Linked DNA regions of Anas platyrhynchos: all the other regions are linked to region 1. A link is a contact called in public Hi-C data. All regions are on one chromosome and are shown on one strand. Each heading gives the region's core, a stretch centred on a gene start, on an enhancer-like site or on the middle of the called end of the contact. The rest is flanking DNA. Distances are from core to core; before and after follow the strand shown. Region 1 holds the start of PDS5A (PDS5 cohesin associated factor A). Region 2 holds the start of RPL9 (ribosomal protein L9). Region 3 holds the start of UBE2K (ubiquitin conjugating enzyme E2 K).

Region 1 (3,194 bases), core at 303-2,802:
TCCATAACACCCTACACTGGATCCAGTTGTCTCCCCCACCCCACTGCATCTTGCTCTGCTGGAACCCACAGACACCTTCTAGCTTGACAGCGAGTATTTTCAGTAATATATCCTGAAATTGTTACTTAGGATTTTGCTTCAGACCTGTCTCCAGCACCACGGATGTATTTCATGCACAAATTAGCCGCATCGACTCCAGCTTTGAGCGAACACGGGGACACAGTCACAAATTACAAACAAAATAAAAGGATTTCTCCTCTTTAAGGAGAAGCACGGGAGCAGCACTGCTGTGAGGGTCTGCAGGCAAGGAGCGGACATTTCAGCCACGACAAGAACCCGCTGGCTGCCCTCCTCTCCCGTGAGGAAACGTTTCCTTCGAGAAGAGAGCGTGGCGAGGCAGAGGGGTCGGGATGGCTCACCTTTAACCGTTTCACCACCTCATCGTTAGTGATCTTGTCCGTGATCTCCTTCACCCCGGGCGGGTAGTAGATGATTTTACCGTCGGCGGCAGGTTTCGGCTGGGTAGCAGGGAAGTCCATCCTGGCGCCGCCGCTCAGAAACTTTCCCTCCGCGCAGTCCTCTACCGGCCTCTATCGGTCAGAAAACAAAAGTTCAGCGGAATGGGCACGACTTTCTAACCCTCTTTTTCCCATTTCTAACCCTCAATTCGCACAAGGCCCCGCTCCCCGCCGCGCCGGCCGAGCCCCCCGCCGCCGCCCCCCGCCGGGCCGGGCAGCCCCGGGGCCGGGCCGCCGCCCCCCCCCGCCGCCCCGGCCCCTCGGCTCCCCCCCGCCGCCTCCTTTCATCGCGGGGCTGCTCCAGCCCGACGCTCTCACTTCGGAGCCGAGGCTTTTACAATGAAATTTCGGCCCCCATCCGAGGATGCCCCGGCCCCGGGGCCCCGCCGCCAGCCCCGGAGGGAGGGGAGCGGGGGGGAACCGGCCCCGGCCCCGTCAGGGGGGGCTCCGGAGCCGGCCCCCCGCCGCCGGGAGCCGAGGCCTAAGCGCTTAGGCCTCAAAACTATCAGGAGGCAGAGAAACCAACGGCGGAGGGGGAGGGAGGCGGGGAGGGAGGCAGGGAGGCGGCGGCGATCGCAAACAAAACCCCCCCGGCGGCCCCCCCCGAGCCCCAGGGCCCCCCCCGGGCAGGGGGCCAGGCCGCTGCCCACTTTCCGTTTGTTCCCGCAACTTCACGGCCGCCCCCCCCGGCCCCCCGGCCCCTCCTCGCCGCCCCGCCGCCGCCCCTCACCCCAGCGGGGCCCACAAAGAGCCCCCCCGGGCCCCGGCCCCGCGCACCCCCGGCCCCCCTCGGAGGAGGAGGAGGAGGGGGGAGGAAGGAGGGGAGCGGGACGCGGAGCCGCCTTTACCTCATGCAGCTCCGGAAGGTGCAGCATTGAGCAGGCTCCGCGCCGGCTGCTCCTCGCCCCGCCGCCGCCGCCGCCGCCCCCCCGCCGCCGGCCGCTGCCCTGCGCTCCTCGCCGCCTCCCTCCCTGCTCCGCGGTGCGGCGGCTCCTGCTCGGGGAACGGGGGAGGGGGAGCTGCTCGCTGCTGCTGCTGCTGGCGGCGGAGGAGGCAGGGGGAGACGGGGAGGCTCCGGCGGAGCGTGCGCCGCGGGGCCACAGTGCCGCTCTCCGACCGGCCGGGGAAGGGCAGCCGGGAGGAGGCTCCGCGCCGCCCCCTCCGCCGGCCTCCCCTCCCTCCTCCTGCCGCCCAGGCGGGATCCCCCCCTTCCCCAAGCCCGGCACGGCACGGCCCCGGTCGCAGGGCAGCGGGGGGGAACCGGCCGGAGAGCGGCGTCCCCCCGCAGAGCCTCCCGCAGGGCGGCGGCGGGGCAGTACCGGGCAGTACCGGGCACGGCCGCCGCAGCGCTGCCTCACGCTTGGCGCCAAAAGCCCTGGAGCGGCCCCTCGGGGCTCCCCCTGGCCCCTCGGGGCTGGCTCCAGCCCCTCAGGGCTCCCCGCAGTCTCTCAGGGCTGTCCCTGGCTCTTCAGGGTTCCCTGAAGTCCTCAGGGCTGCCCCCAGCCCCTCAGAGTTAATCTCAGTACCTCAAGGCTGCCCCCAGCCCCTCAGGGCTCCCCGCAGCCCCTCAGGGCTCCCTGCAGTCTCTCAGTGCTCCCCACAGTCTCTCAGGGCTGTCCCTGGCTCTTCAGGGCTCCCTGAAGTCCTCACGGCTTCCCCCAGCCCATCAGGGTTAGCCCCAGCCCCTCAGAGTTAATCCCAGTACCTCAAGGCTGCCCCCAGCCCCTCAGAGCTCCCCAAAGCCCTCAGGGCTGTCCCCCAGCCGAGCCCCGACCCTCAGGGGTCTCCTCCTTTGCCATGTGAGGTGTGTGTGAGGACTGGGGGATGCAGAGGGGACTGGGACATGTTTGTCCCCACAGCTCGTGCTCCCCACACCAAGGTGTGTGGTGCTGTTGGCAGTTTCTGTGGCGTTTTGTGGGCGCTGCTCAACCCCACGTTTCCCTTTCAGCTTTTATTTCTTCCCCCGGCGATGGTGTTGAGGCCCAGCCGGTGTGATATATCACAAAATTTGTGGTAAATTGTGCACGATGGCACCAACAGTGTGAAGGCAGGTAAATAGCCCTTCCTCAGATAGTTTGGGGATAGATCCACATCTACACATCGACATCTGCATTTTTCGCCCTCGCTGTTGGCAGATGAGCATCTCAAACATTGGTTTCCTTATAAATCTTCAGCAGGAACTTGAAGGTGCAGATCGAAGGGGCCCTTGCCAGTATTCTCAGGAAAGCTTTCCCTGTGAAATGGCCCTGTAATGTAATATTCTTCCATCTTTCCAAGAGATGGAATATGTCTGGAAAGAAGGTCAGTAGCAAAGTAGGATGTATCTGTCCATTTTGAATCTGCAGTTCATGTAATATGTGTCCACGTATAGACACAAGTACTTATCCAGCTGCCCGCCCTGTCTGCAACTTCTTGGCTAAGTGAACCAGCTGAAAGTATCGTTCTCACTTTTGAACACCTCTAGTGTATTTTCTGCAGAGGCAATCTGAGGAAGACAGCTGGGGTCAGTGTGGCCAAAGGGGACAAGGAGCTGGCTGAGTGTACAGGAGCTATGTGCGGCAGTGGGGCTGGCCTGGCCCACAGGAGGGATGAGCCCTGCAGCTCGTGAGAAGGATGTCTGTGTCCAGGTTTACAAGAGCTGGGAGGAAAATGAAGACTGAGGAGCCCTCAGGTACT
Region 2 (3,194 bases), core at 353-2,852, 210 kb before region 1:
TTCTTCTACCTTCAAACACAACTTACCAGCGTAACACCCTTAATCATGTTCTGTACATGGCTGCAAATTGTGCGAACTGTCGCCAGCTCCTTCCTGTTACCCCACCACTTGTCAACACGCAGCTGGGTTAAAAAAACAAATAACAAAGCTTTCAGCTACATTTCACAACTAAAAACAATTAATTTTGCGACAAACAAAGAGAGAGAAGTCCAAGTTAACTACTGGAAGTGTAGAAGTATTGTTCAATGATTGTTAAATACCCATCCAGCGCATGCCTTATGTCCTAACACCCAGCACACAAAGTTTATCTTCTTTTTGCGCCATTACCAAGAAAAGTTCAGAAACACTAGGAGAGGTAGTGGTTATAAAAAAGCTCTGACCCCTTAGCTGAAGAATACGATATCCTTCCCTACAGTACACCAGTTGTTTTGGGGTCAGTCACCTCAATGCAATCTATCAACTTCTTAATAATGCACTGCCTAAGGACCCAGTGTTTTTACGATCCAGCAAATGCCTGTCAATAAGTTACTGAAATCACGCACTCCTCCCTTTTTTTCTTAAATCCTTCAGATAATAGAAAAATATTATGCACCTATGTGAAAAACATCAGCTCTCCCAATGTAACTTGCCAACACTGAAAACTTAAATACAGAGAATTAATTTTATCTCATTTAAACAAACCAGCTTAAAAAACAGCATCGAACAGGCAACCCTTTGCCCAGTGATTATAACTGCAGTGATGAAGAAAATCAACCAACATCATCATTCCAAAACATGACAGAACTTCAAGCCTGTCACGGAGCCTGAGTGGGCCAGTGTTCCATAACTCCATTTTCTTTCAGGAAACACGAAGATAAGCACTCAGCGATTTACTTGCAGCATGGAAGATTTATTACCAGCTCCCACCTTCTCTCTACGAGCTTAAGTGAATCCCTCACCTTCTTGCGTTTCTTCCCCAGCAGCGACAGCTCCACGTTGATGTGGTTGAAATCCCTCCGCAGGGTTCCCCGGGGCCCCTTGACGATGACGGTGCGGCCCTTCAGCGACACGCTGACTGCGAACCAAGCACAGAGGCGCGTTAGGCGGCGGCGGGGCCGCTTCCCGCGGGCTTCCCGCACGCAGCCCTACCTTGGTCGGGGATGTCAACGGTCTGGTTGCTGAGGATGGTCTTCATCCTAGGGGCGACAACCACAAGGCGTTGGCAGCCGCGCGGACGAGCCCCCTGCCGCCCCCCTCCCCCCCACAGCTACGGGCGCCCCCCCCCCAGGCCGGGGCTAGGCCGCGGCGAGGCCTCCACCAGGAGGGGAGGGGGGGGGGGGGTAAAGGAGGCGCCATCGGGGCGGCTCCCGGCCGGCAGCGCCCCATCAGAGCGCCACGAGGGCGGCCGGCGCCGCCCCGGGGATCTGCCCGCACCCCCCTCGGGGCGCTGCGGGGGCCGCCCGCGGCGGATGGCGGCGGATGCGGGGCGGATGGCGGCGGCCGCAGCTCCCCCTCACCTGGCGGCGCGCGGGGCGGAAAGAGGCTGCGCGTGACGTCATCGCGTACTTATACCCCCGTCTGCCTGCTGACGTCATCAGCGGCAGGCAGGCAGGACGGAGCGAGGCTCGCTGCGCGCCAACGGGCGCGGGGAGCCGAGCGCCGAGCGCATCGAGCGGGGGAGCTGTGAGGGGGGAGGGGGCGCCGCCGCCATGGCGCTGCTGCTGCTGAGGCACCGCGCCCGGGTGAGGGGCAGCCCCGCGGGGTGTGGGGCGCTATGGGCTCGGGAGGGGGCAAATGGGGCTGTTTGTAACCGGTACGTTTGTAATTTTTTGTAATTCCGTCAATTGTGTTTATCCGCCTTGTTTTTTTTAAGGTGTCGGCGAGGCACGCGTGTGCCCGCTGCGGGACGGGGGGCTCCCTGCCTGAGGAGAAGAAGGAGGCGCTGCGGAACGGCCCGGGGCTGCGGGACTTCGTCTGCGGGGAGCTGGCCGACAGCAGCGCCTGGGCTGGGTATGCGGGAGCCCTGAAGCGCCAGAAGGGCGAGAGGTAGGTGTCAGGTAAATTTAGGCGGCTGCGGTGGCAGCCCTGCGGTGCCTCGCCTGTTTAATGCCAGTACAGGTCACACACAACGCGCTTCCATTAAATTATCTCGTCAAAGTGCTCGCCGGTCTGATTTCTGAAGGAAAAAACACGGTGTTCGCTTTAAATACGCACCAAAACGTTGAGGCACTGTGGTATTTTTCTCACCTGAGTGCTTGTGCCATGCCCTGTATCTAACTATAAGCAGGCGTCAATGGGGGAGTGAAGTGGTAAAAAGCTATAACCAGTATTGAAAAATTAACGCAGAGTAAATTTTTAAATGCTTAGAACATATATCTAGTTAGCAGTTTGATCAGACTTTGGGATAGGCGTGCAATGTACACCGCCATGAATTGCTGCGATCCCCACTGTGAAATCCCCCTGCTCCTGCTAACAGCCTTAAACCTTCCAATGAGCACAAACTCCCAATTTTGGATATTGGGATGCTAATAAGCATGGAAGATGGAAGTCTGTTGTGACTATGAGTGATGTTAACGTTGGTCACTGAGCTGTGTCAATATCCAAGAAACCTTTCCTCATCGTGATATGTAACAAGTTGACATAGATCTAAGAAAATAATGGAAACTTACGTAAATATTTTATTAATCCTGTTTGCTTCTTTTTCAGGCTGCGGCTTCCACCATGGCTGAAAACTAAGATTCCCATGGGAAAGAATTACAATAAACTAAAGAATACCTTGAGAAGCTTAAATCTTCATACAGTAAGTCTAGTACTAACTAAATTTTCTGGTAGAAATAAGGCATTTTTTAATGATGCAGAGTTATTTTTTTGTGGAAGACAGGTAGAAATTATGTCTTGCATGGTCTTTGATGCTGAAACCAAGACCAAAGCTGGCCCTTTTTGACTGTGATGAATTTTACCCTTAATGAAAAAAAAAATCCTATAGAGAACTTCATATTTTTCTGCTATGATTTTAAACACGAGAGTTTACTACTTGCATCACCAATCAGATCAGAAGATGCTACGTGTGACTGTTCTTAATGGAAACACAATTTCAGAGACATGTAACTGGTTTGTAAGAAAAGACATTCTAGAAATACCCATTTCATTAAATATATGTTCAAGATGATAAAAAGTGATGGGTTTGCATGGAGGGCTTTTTTTCAGAGTAAGAT
Region 3 (3,194 bases), core at 371-2,870, 130 kb before region 1:
CCAGATTTATTTATTTTTAATCTGTTCAGCCCATACTTTCTTTGATGTGCATGTAATGGTCAAAATGCTACGTATACTAATGGAGATAAACAGATAGCACTTAAAGCCAGACTAGAAGCAGACAATCCCAACTGGAAGCCACTACAATCTGTTTGGAAAGAATGGAAATGGGCTTTGTTGAGACAAACGCCTATGCTGTATGTTGTCCTGCACCGTACAGAAAGAGCAGGCACTGCATTATCTTTCTATAGATCTCAGTGTCCTGAAAGCCTCCAGTTCCTGAATAAACAACAGTTGTAAGTGCAATCTCATGCTCTGTTCTGAAAATCTACCTACACTGCTCAGATTTTGCGCGCCTTAGGCCGGAGGGATGGTTACTGCTGTCCTGTTCCTGTTTTCCAGACAGAGCAACATCTGTGGCTTGCAGCATTTGGGTCTGCAATAAAATATAACAGTCCATTAGACAGGCCCGACATGTTCACCTTTTATCTTTTAAAATCTTGTGGCAGGATCCATAAGAAGCGCTGCTTGTGCTGCCTCCCCGTTACCTGCTCCGGGGCCTGCTGTGGCCCATGGGTTCCCCTCGAGCTGTGTGAGGAGACATCAGCGCACCCAAGGCGAGGAGCTGGGCTGGGAGAGAGACATGATGGGCACTGGGGCTTTTCCAAGCGAGGTTTTATCTTTATTTATTTATTTTTATGGGGAAAATACAGGTGTGAACTGCTGCATGGACAGGTCAAGCAGATTCTCAGGGCATGGGATGCGCCCTCGCTGCTGGGTTGTGCTTGGGGACTGGAGCAGGACACTCGGCAGCCAGGTGTTTGCTCGGGGACACCTCCGGCCGCTCCCTGCCACCCTGTTCCCCCGGGGGGCCGCCGCTTTTCGCCTCAGGGCCCCCCCATTTCCCCGCACCGCCGGGGAGGCCCCGAGCCCTGCGGCGGGCGGGCTCCCCGCCGCCCAGCCCGCTCCGTGACAGGGCGGGCGGCAGGCGGCCGCCTCCCGGGGCGCTCCCTCAGCTCTGGCAGGGAGGGGGAAGCGGCGGCAGCCGGAGGAACCCCCCGGGGAGCCATCCGTGGGCTCGCCGCCCCCCGCTGCGGGCTGGGCTCGGCTCCGCGCAGCCGGCGGCCCCTCCTGAGCGGCGGCGGCGGCAGAGCCGGGCTCCTCAGCGCGCATGCTCGGCGCCGCCGCCATTTTGGTGGGGCCGGGACTTCTCCAGCAGCGGCGGCGGCGGCGGAGCTCGCTGGGCCCGGCTCGGTGGCGGCGGCGGTGGCGAGGAGAAGGAGGTGGAGGAGGAGGTGGAGGGAGGAGGAGGAGGAGGTGGTGGGGGTGCCCGCTGCGGAGATGGCCAACATCGCGGTGCAGAGGATCAAGCGGGAGTTCAAGGAGGTGCTGAAGAGCGAGGAGGTCAGAGCCTCTCCCCGTTGTCCCCCCCTCCCTCCCGGGCCGCCACCTTCCTCCCCCTCCTCCTCCTCCTCCTCCTCCTCCACCCCCGGTGCTGGCGGCGGCCCCGCCGGTCCCCCCCGGCCCCACCTCCTCCTCCCCGCCGCCGGGGGTGGGCCCGGCCCGCGGCTCCGGGGAGGGGAAGGGAAGGGAAGAGGAGGAGGGCGAGGCCCGGGGAGCCGGCAGCCGCCGGGCCCTTCCCCCCGGGGGCCATGGGGGGGGAATGGGGATGTGTGGGGGGAGCCCCCCGTGAGGGGCGGCCGCTGCCGGGCCTGCCCCGCCGCCCACGGCCCTCGCCCCCGCAGCCGAGGCCCTGCCCGCTGGGGGAGGCCGGGGGGGGCTGGGGCTGGGGCAGGGAGCGCCTCGCTGCCCGGCAGCGTGCCTTGCACCTCACCCTTGTGCGTTTCTTGCAGGTAAATCCCTCCTCGCGGAGGGTGCTTCAGTGCAGAGCTTGCGTTTCCCCCCCCGTGTAGGTTCTCGCCTTCAGGTGGATGGATTTTTAAGCCTCACGCGCCTTTCTGTCTCGCTACCTAGCCCTCCTGGCTTGCTCAGCAGAGTGTTTCTGGAATGGTGTGCGCCTGAGGGGCGTGTGGTGGTCGGTAAGGCAAGCTGGCTGCTTTCAGGGGGGATCAGAGAAGTTTTGGAGCTGTTCAGGGCCTTACACGGCAGCTTTTTTGCAGTGTTGCATCAGTGCAGCTTCTGCTGTGTCTGGGGCTGAGTTGGCGAACGTCAGCCAGATAGGATTTAATAGTTGTGTCGTCATTGTCGTCCTACTTGGGATGATGTTGCAGGTTAGATGCTTGTGAAATGCTAATGTGAGCCTGGAACTCCTACCGCTGGTGCTTTAGAAATCTGGACACATTCACAGAGGACAAGCTGAGAGGGTATTTTTTTTGAAGATGGTGATGTTTTAATGAAAACGTGTTCAGGGTAGCAGTAGGTGATGTGCTTTAAAATTTAGTGTAGGAACAGTATTGTTGCTATGCAGCTTGAACTATCCCCTAGAAAAACGTAAGGGCCTTGTTTTACAGCTGCCTTTAGAGCCCAGGCTGCTGTCACCAAGTTCCTGCACACTGACTACAGAATTGCCTGTAAGCTAAGAGAAATTTCTAGGTGGGTATCTTCATACCAAAGCTACAAAGACTAGACCTGGTACCCCATATAACAGCTGATCCTGTGGGAACAAAGAAGACTTGATTTGATAATGCTGTATAACAGCTTTAAGACACCTTCCCCTTGCTTGATGCAGGGAAAACAAACAAAAAACATGTTCTCCAGTTCAGGGTGTGGGGGAAGGGGAATCCATGCCAAATTTTCTTACTCTAGAGGTTGGTCCAGGAACATTTTTTCTCTGTTCCTGTTTTAGTCTATGCAGTGAAGAGCTCAGCATAGAAAGCTGGAAATAAAGACCATTTCATAGTATTATTTAAACTGAGCAAAACTTCCCACAAGTAATAATTATGAAATATATTATGAAATTTTAAAGTTATAACACAAGAGTTTGATATTAGCAAGCCACATCTGAGTGTTATATTGGCATAGAAGCGTATAGAACTGCTGCTTACAGGATATACTACCTGCATCTTGAACATGGAACTTGGGCATTCATAAATGCTTAGACAACCAAATTCTGTTGCGAATGTTCAAAGGCGATCAAACTGTGATGTCAGTAGTACCACTAAGCATGAAAGTACGTGGAATGAGATGATGAATAGGGAGGTATAACTAAGTGTACAAATCAAAGAGGAAAACAG

Evidence for each region. Hi-C and Micro-C count contacts between places; a contact is called where the count stands out from the background.
Region 2: a Hi-C map of subcutaneous adipose tissue shows a contact between it and region 1, with 4 times the contacts expected there. The contact joins the promoter of RPL9 here to the promoter of PDS5A in region 1. A contact is called at or near these places in 3 of 8 Hi-C or Micro-C datasets (F1 follicle, liver and subcutaneous adipose tissue).
Region 3: a contact with region 1 is called in a Hi-C map of subcutaneous adipose tissue, with 2.6 times the contacts expected there. The contact joins the promoter of UBE2K here to the promoter of PDS5A in region 1. A contact is called at or near these places in 5 of 8 Hi-C or Micro-C datasets (F5 follicle, liver, skeletal muscle and 1 more).

The regions. Positions count from the first base shown.
Region 1 is chr4:55,827,114-55,830,307 of IASCAAS_PekinDuck_T2T, reverse strand. PDS5A (PDS5 cohesin associated factor A) reads right to left here and starts at 1,552. Exons shown (of 34, transcript XM_072037698.1): 1 at 1,367-1,552; 2 at 420-590. The coding sequence starts at 1,393. It overlaps LOC106020445 (a long non-coding RNA gene), which reads left to right and starts at 1,864. Exons shown (of 3, transcript XR_002406837.4): 1 at 1,864-3,194.
Region 2 is chr4:56,039,992-56,043,185 of IASCAAS_PekinDuck_T2T, reverse strand. RPL9 (ribosomal protein L9) reads right to left here and starts at 1,602. Exons shown (of 8, transcript XM_027457230.3): 1 at 1,497-1,602; 2 at 1,129-1,175; 3 at 939-1,054; 4 at 27-122. The coding sequence starts at 1,174. LIAS (lipoic acid synthetase) reads left to right here and starts at 1,566. Exons shown (of 11, transcript XM_027457229.3): 1 at 1,566-1,721; 2 at 1,853-2,025; 3 at 2,686-2,779. The coding sequence starts at 1,689.
Region 3 is chr4:55,955,634-55,958,827 of IASCAAS_PekinDuck_T2T, reverse strand. It overlaps UBE2K (ubiquitin conjugating enzyme E2 K), which reads left to right and starts at 1,620. Exons shown (of 8, transcript XM_072037701.1): 1 at 1,620-1,853. The coding sequence starts at 1,653.